3 separate regions of the Danio rerio genome follow, and regions 2 and 3 are each linked to region 1. Evidence: chromatin contacts called from public HiCAR-type data. All regions are on one chromosome and are shown on one strand. The core of a region is the stretch at or near the end of the contact, and the rest is flanking DNA. Distances in the headings are between cores, read along the strand shown.

Region 1 (2,675 bases), core at 74-2,573:
AAAAAAGTTTTAGTTTTTTTTTTTTTTTTTTTTTAGCACTCATTCGTTTTTGAATACACACAGGAGGTTCAAGTCAGGGTTTTTAATGTGTCCTGATCCTGAATGTGTCTATGGTTTTATAATCATCTCAGTGTGTGTGAGTGACCCATGTCAAATGAATTAAACAAATATAAAACAGCGACTAAGCTGGCTAGAACTACCGGCGTGTATTTAATTATTTGGAGTCACCCTTTCTAGCCAGAGACAGAATTAAATATTCAAACATATGGAGGCCGAGAGTGCTTAATATATTACAATTTCAGGAAAAAAAAACAACACTCAATTAATAAAATACAAAAAAACACGTATACATACACGTAAGAAAAGATATTTATCCGTTTGACAGCATACGTACTGCAAATCCTCACAACACTAACTTTTTAATGTGTTTGACTTGTAAAGATTTGTAGCACGTATGCTGTCAAATGAATGAATATATTTTCTTAATTTGCTGGCGTTTTTTGTAATTGCATGCGTTTTCTCAAATCAAAGCTCTCTCGGTCATATACTTTTAGAGTAAAATAAAGAAGATGCATCCTCTTTTAATATATATAGATGCAATTATTATTACCACCCACTTGTCTTACCCAACTTAAAATGCAATCATGTTTCATTAGGAGTGATTATTGCGTAATTAAATAGAGGGTTGTGAATTGGCATGATATTTCAGTGAAGGGGGAAAAGCTAAAAGTTTTAGTATTCAAATCAGGCCTTGTTACATTATAATTGAAATCATTAATGCCATCAACCATGTAGATAAACAAAAAGTAATTTACATTTTCTAAGATTAAGAAATTACAAATATTTGATCCACACATAATTCAGCTAAAGGCCACAACACAAATAGTCTCCACAACGTATTCACATCTTGAGCACTAATGGGAATAATACTAATACAAATAAAAATAGAATACTTTGTATTTTGAGTATTTTAGTTTTCATAAATGTGTGAAATGAACCCATATTGAGTAGTCTCACATGATTAAAGTGATATATTTTCCATTGTTATAAGATGCAGACATATTTTTAAATTCAAATCAACATTCTTTACTCGCACTACTCATAGGGGATTAGATAAAAATAAAAACTTTTTTTTCATTATATTTTTGGAACTTTTGGAATTTTTGACTATATTGAAAGAAGTGGAAATTTTCCCACATGCAGCTGAAAAAGTTGGTGCCCTTTTTTCAGTTAAACCATTGTTGGGAAGTTATACCCGACTATACTTCTCGTTTTACATGAAGTTCCTGTTTTTTAATACCTATATAGCTGACTGAAGAAAAGACATTATTCTTTTCTGTCCTGTAGAAAATGGAGAGTTTTTTTGTTTTTTACATGTCATTTTACTCTATTCTTTTTCACTTTTTAGTCTTTAATGAAGCAACACCATGGGCGAGAAGACATTGTCAACAGGTACAATTATGGTATTAATGTTGAATGTTAAATTAAGATACTGTTAATGTTTTATTTTGTTTCATTGTGTGTTTCAGATAACTAAAGGTTACGATTGTAATGATATGGACCTACAATCAATCCCAGATGAGATACCAAATTCTGTTCAAATTTTGCAATTCAGCTACAATTATCTGCCTGCTCTGTACAACTCCACCTTTCAGAGGCTAAAAAGCTTAATTTCTTTAGATGTGACAAGGTGAGCAAAGCTAAATAACCCATAAAGCTGTGTACAACTGTGCATGAATAATAATAATAATAATAATAATAATAATAATCTTTCCCCCCCCACACACTAACTCACAGATGCAGCATCACTTTCATATATGAAGATGTGTTTACATATCAGCCTCACTTGGAGGTCCTTCTCCTAACTGGAAACCCTCTTGTGTTCATCGCAAGTACAGCTTTCTCTGGACCACTAGCATTGAAATATCTAAGCCTAGTTCAGTCAAAGATCAAACAACTGTCAGACATCCCATCTGAAAATCTTGCTTATTTAGAGGTTTTGGACCTCAGGGGAAGTAACATTCGCTCATTAGATGGACTAAGCAATTTTCGCTGGCAAAATTTGAAGAGCTTGCAGCTTGACTTAAACTTTATTGACCGGATAAGTTTTAATGACCTACAACCATTCAGCAACCTGGCTGGGGTGAGCATCAGCTTCAAAGGAAATGATTTCATCTATATAGAACCCGGTGCTTTTCATTCACTGAATCTAAGTAGTCTTGATTTTAGTGGCTGCTTAAATAAGATGAACATCTCATCCCTCCTGAAAGGTCTTGAAGGAATTAAAACCAACAGACTGAACCTGGGACTGTATGAAACTGATTCAAACGTATACATAGCATCAGCTGCGCTACAATCTTTTTGCAACATCTTCGTAAGTGATCTGGATTTCCAGCTTCAGCATTTCTTAGACCTAAATAATAGTACTTTTCATTGCCTTGAAGGACTTAAAAAGCTTGACCTAACTAGAGCTCATCTGAATGCATTGCCCTTGAACACAACTGGCTTGTCTACATTGTCACATCTTATTCTAGATGAGAACCAATTTAAAGATGTCTGCCAGAGCAACACTAGAAATTTCCCCATGCTTACACACTTATCCATAAGTGGAAATTTGAAGAAACTTACTTTCAGCAATAGATGCTTGGACAGTCTTGGACTGTTAGAGGAGCTGG
Region 2 (2,675 bases), core at 77-2,576, 180 kb before region 1:
ATTAAAACTATTATGTTCAGAAATGTGTTGAAAAAAATCTTCTCTCTGTTAAACAGAAGATGGGGAAAATATATATATTCTTCCTATATATGGGGCGAAGCAGTGGCGCAGTAGGTAGTGCTGTCACTTCACAGCAAGAAGGTCGCTGGTTTGAGCCTCGGCTCAGTTGGCGTTTCAGTGTGGAGTCTGCATGTTTTCCCAGGGTTTCCTCCCGGTGCTCTGGTTTCCCCCGTCATAAGACATGCAGTACAGGTGAATTGGGTAGGCTAAATTGTCCGTATTGTATGAGTGTGTGTGGATGTTTCCCAAAGATGGGTTGGGACTGGACATACGCTGTGTAAAAACTTGCTGGATAAGTTGGCGGTTCATTCCGCTGTGGGGACCCCGGATTAATAAAGTAACTAGGCCGACAAGGAAATGAATTATATATATATGTATATATATATATATATATATATATATATATATATATATATATATATATATATATATATATATATATATATATATATATATATATATATAGAGAGAGAGAGAGAGAGAGAGAGAGAGAGAGAGAGAGAGAGAGAGAGAGAGAGATTTGAATGTGTCTAAACAAGAAAACTTTAATTGTATACACTTTTTAACATAATATTTCTTTTTTTTTTTTGTTAATGACAAGTTTAACATTGTTAAAAAATATTTATTACAGAGACAATGACATAAATAATCAAAAATATACATTTGTTGACTTTTGGTCCAAACTGATTGAATATAATATATCATGTTAAGTGATATGTTGCTCAGTTATTATCATGAGGAATTGTATAATTGTTTTTAGTTTTCTTTCCCTAATTAGAGAATTTAATTTAGAGAAATTGCTGTAAAAAAATTCAAACAGCTATTGTAAATTGGATCTCGTTGCAATAAAGAAACTTGAAAAGAAAAAAGTTTTATTGAGATGGATTGTCTGTGATCGGATGGATGGTCGGCCCATTATAGGTAGCTTTACTTTGACCCAGGAAAATTGAGACCTTTTTAAAATTATTTAAGACCTACAAGACAATATTTCAGTGATTTTAAGACTTTTTAAGGCCCCGCGGGGACCCTGCTTTTCTTTTTCATAACGTTTTGAAATCACATTGATGGTTAAAAATATATTAAACACTATACAAAAGTTATGAGTAAAACCTTTGTTGAGTTTTAGTAGATACATTGAAGGATCAGCACTTAATATCATGAATATGCCTAGCAAACCATTAACAGCTTGTTGCATAAGAGTAAACTAATGGTCTGGGCTCTTTCAGATGTGCACTTTGAACCTTTATCTTATCTCCATACCACACATCAGAACCTCAGGACCCTCAGTCGGGTCAAAAGCACCCAATCCATTCAATGCCAGTGAGTCAATATGTCAATATTAAGAAAAAAAAGGTACTTTCAAAAGGTACATTTTTTATCTTAGCATATACAGTTGAAGTCAGAATTATTAACCCCCTGAATTATGAGCCCCTCTATTTATTTTTTCCCCCAATTTCTATTAAACGGAGAAAATATTGTTTCAACACATTTCTAAACATAATAGTTTTAAGGACTAATTTCTAATCACTGATTTATTTTATCTTTGCCATGATGACAGCCAATAATATTTGCCTAGATATTTTTCAAGACACTTCTGTACAGCTTAAAGTGACATTTAAAGGCTTAACTAGGCTAGTAAGGGTACCTAGGCAGGTTAGGGTAATTAGGCAAGTTATTGTAAAACAATAGGTTATTTCTGTAGACTATCGAAAAAAAATATATCTTAAAATATAGTTTGTAGTTAAAAAATGCTTTTATTCTAACTGAAATAAAACAAACAAGACTATATTTAGAAGAAAAATTATTATCAGACATAAACTGTAAAGTTTCAGCTCTGAAAAACATCAAATTATTTATTCTACCTTTCAGAATGTTGGAATGTTCTGCTGTAAACACAATGTAGCTGTTTTTGTTGCCTGTGCCTTTAACGCTAGTTCTCCCTGCCCACCCTTCCCACGTGCCTGTCAGTGTGTCTTTGTCTCTGTCTCTGTCAGATAAACAGCTCAGAGACAGACACGAAGGGAGCAGATCTCGTAACATAACATTTGTGAGAAATACTACAGTAGGAACTATCTCAATGATTATTTTATGTATTTGTTGTGGAGATAGGTTAAGCCTTTGGATGAGTCACACACAATGTCATTACAATTACATTAACTTTGCACTGTTTTTGCACAGTAAATGTGACAGGATACAGATTAATGTCTACCGATGTATGGATACTCATTATGTTAATGTACAAAATAAACCTGATTTAACATCCACAAACTGGGATTAAAGTGTCTTCTTTGATAATTGTACTGACACGCTGCTGTGGTGATGATAATAAAATCACTGTAATTCATAGTTAAGTGTTAAAGTAGTTAAACTCATTTCTGATCACATTTATTTATGATTGATGATCACAGTTAGCTGAACAGGTCTTTTAATCCTGGTTGGTTTGCACACATCCTGTCTTGTTGATATGATTACACGTGTTAATAGTTACTACAGAGACATCTTAAAACGCGGCTGTTAATTAATTCGGTGGGCGAGGAAACTGCACTACTATGTCGTTGCGGTGGGCTTCAAAATGGGAGGAATTTGGAACCTAATTTAATGTCAGGAAATAAAAA
Region 3 (2,675 bases), core at 82-2,581, 140 kb before region 1:
GAGTAATTCAAACCTACAACACAGAAGATAAATCAATGTACACGTTGAACAACATCAACAACAACAAAATCACTTCAATTTATCTACGTTGATGCAAAAAACAAACACATTTGGCAAACATAAAAACTAATGCGTATATTCACCACAAAATACAAACTGAGCTAATGTAAATATTTTATTATTGCGGCTACACCTTTGTATAAATACTTGATGTCATGTCAAACAACAAAAAAATTTCATTGTTAGGTAGCACCGCACACATAAATGCGACGTCAAAAGAACAAGTGTACAACATTTCTGCACAAGTGCGAATTAAAGACCAAATGGCGCAGAAGAAACTCCAATGTAGAAATGCTGACAGAGCAAAACCCTCCACAAGTTTGAAAGTAACGTTACTTATCTAACAGATTATTTAACGATTATTAACCAGCGCAATGGTATAAACCAACTAACGTTTGATTAATTTAGCCAAGCGCAAACGAATCCGCACGACAGATAGTTGAAGCGTATCTTTATACGCACAAAATTCAATATTTAAACAAAAGCTACAAATCACACACAGGAGATTTTAATCGAACTGACCGCATGAAGTCTCCTTGCATTTGGTGTTTACTTAAAACTAACTTAAAAGTTAACGTTACATTCATATTTATTGAGTTTCATTAATTCTGCATGCTCGGGGTTAGCATATAAGCTAACATTAGCCTTAAGTAATAATAATAAAAATATATACCGTAAACGAAACGATTGCTTTATGAGCAAATCAACATTAGAAAATAACAACTAAATCTCCGACACTTACACATACACGAAGAGCTGCGGCCATAATAAATTGTCAGTGTCAAATAGTTAAGTAAAGGGAGAGCATGTAATAGGATGCAGTTGGGACACGCTGTACTGGAACAATCGACACAGTAAAGAGATCCTGCCAAATTTACTATAATCTCAACCTTAAAGCACATAAGTTATTCATCTTAAACACACGGTCCATTTCATCAAACAAACATACCTTGCAAGAAATGATGAAAACCGAAAGGAACTGATGAATTTCTGCGAACTTTAGCAAGTTGTAAGGGTCCCGTTCATGATAGCCAGGGCCGAGAAAATCTCCTTCGCTTCCCGTAACTCCAGTTTACGCAGCTCTCCAAGAAATCCAACCACGCCAAGAGCTATAAAGCACTTCATAAGACGAGTCTTCGGGGAAGTAACGTCCAGTAGTAAGTTAAATTTTAACCATCCATCTAAATTAGCTTCTTTAAAAAAAATATTTTACTTAACAACTGTGCTCGTTTCCCGACAGTAAAACCGACTCCGCCCGAGTCACCACACACTGAATCCTTCAATGGCAGGAACACCAGAACACAAACCACGCCTTCCAGCTTGCGTCAGTGCCAGTCCCCCTTACGCCTCGACTATCTCCATACATGCTAAAATGGCTGGGGATTCACGGTGTTTCGAGAGAAAGATAACTAGCCATGACATCTATTGAGAATTAAATAATATCTGCTATCATGATGTGTGTAATGTGGCAATTGAAATGTGACTGATTTTCTACAAAAGTAGACTATTTACTAGGTTATATCACATAGACTCAATGCCCGAAGCAACTGTGATAAGGGGCCCATGTGGATTATTAAAAACCCCAAATGGGCCGCAACCCCTTAACCTGTCCCCTTAATCTTAAGCTCATACTTTTTTCAAACATTTAGTTTCTTTCTTCTATTAAACAAAATATTAAGAGATTTAATTTTTTTTTGCAAACCTCCCCAGATAGCAAAATACACTCGGGCCAGTTCCGGCTAGATTGTCGCCTGCCGGAGACTAACCCCTCGGCCCAACTTCGGCTGCCGGACTCGGGCCGGATGCCTGTGGATTCCGGCCCGAATCAAGCGGGCCAGATGCGGCGGCCGTAAGCGAGCCGACGCTGCGCATCCGCGCCGGAATCGGCGCGAGGGTAATGTGCGCTGCGGCCCGGAGCTGGCGCGACTCCGTATTTATACACCTTATAAAACCTTTTGGTATTACATTGGTACTTGATATATGGTATTACAACCATTTGAATTTATATAACAGCAAACACAGGCTATAATGTAAACACAAAGTGTAAGCACTGCGTTTAACCTTTGAATAAAGTGCAAACTGCATACATATTCTGTAATGAAAATAATCAGACAAATGACAAAATAAATAAATGTTAAACGTTTATTGATTGCATGAAAAAAATAGAACTAAAATTTTATAAATAATTTTGAAGTGCACAAGAATATCAATATAAAAACAACACAATAAAGACACACAGAAAGATTTAAACAAAAAATCTAAAAATTACACACAAACACATATGTTTTTTTAAACAACCCTGTTTTCCCAATAGACTTGAATTAAAAATTTGTAAAAAACAGCTAAATTTTATATAAACCTAAATATAGAAACCAATTTAAGATATAGCAAGAAACATCTTAAAAATACCAATGACAATCCGTAAAATAGTACAAGTCAAACTTGTAAAAAGTACTGCAGAATTCTGAAGAAACATCTTGAAACATTTTTTAATAAAACATTAAAATAATAATAAACAAACAAACAAACAAATATATATATATATATATATATATATATATATATATATAATTGCAGAAGTATAAAGTCAAACTTTTTTTTTTAAATAAACTTGA

Evidence for each region. HiCAR-type assays count read pairs that join an accessible place to other places.
Region 2: a HiCAR-type map of caudal fin shows a contact between it and region 1, with 5 times the contacts expected there. The contact joins the enhancer-like site here to the promoter of cd180 in region 1. A contact is called at or near these places in 6 of 18 Hi-C or Micro-C datasets (embryo, fibroblasts and an unstated tissue) and 1 of 4 datasets of contacts at active chromatin or transcription factors (caudal fin).
Region 3: a HiCAR-type map of caudal fin shows a contact between it and region 1, with 6 times the contacts expected there. The contact joins the promoter of pik3r1 here to the promoter of cd180 in region 1. A contact is called at or near these places in 2 of 18 Hi-C or Micro-C datasets (caudal fin and hematopoietic stem cells) and 2 of 4 datasets of contacts at active chromatin or transcription factors (caudal fin and embryo).

Annotation. Positions count from the first base shown.
Region 1 is chr5:60,247,397-60,250,071 of GRCz12tu, forward strand. cd180 (CD180 molecule) reads left to right here and starts at 1,324. Exons shown (of 3, transcript NM_001310490.1): 1 at 1,324-1,452; 2 at 1,530-1,690; 3 at 1,798-2,675. The coding sequence starts at 1,351.
Region 2 is chr5:60,063,040-60,065,714 of GRCz12tu, forward strand. The region is part of intron 2 of LOC141385620 (a long non-coding RNA gene); the gene reads right to left. Among named protein-coding and RNA genes, the nearest start is that of slc30a5, 21 kb to the left of the region's middle. Within about 2 kb of position 1,327, at least 6 of the 62 cell types and tissues checked have an H3K27ac peak or open chromatin away from gene starts, as enhancers often do.
Region 3 is chr5:60,104,928-60,107,602 of GRCz12tu, forward strand. It overlaps pik3r1 (phosphoinositide-3-kinase, regulatory subunit 1 (alpha)), which reads right to left and starts at 1,332. Exons shown (of 16, transcript NM_001281844.1): 1 at 1,010-1,332; 2 at 1-13. LOC141385619 (a long non-coding RNA gene) reads right to left here. Exons shown (of 6, transcript XR_012406376.1): 6 at 2,664-2,675.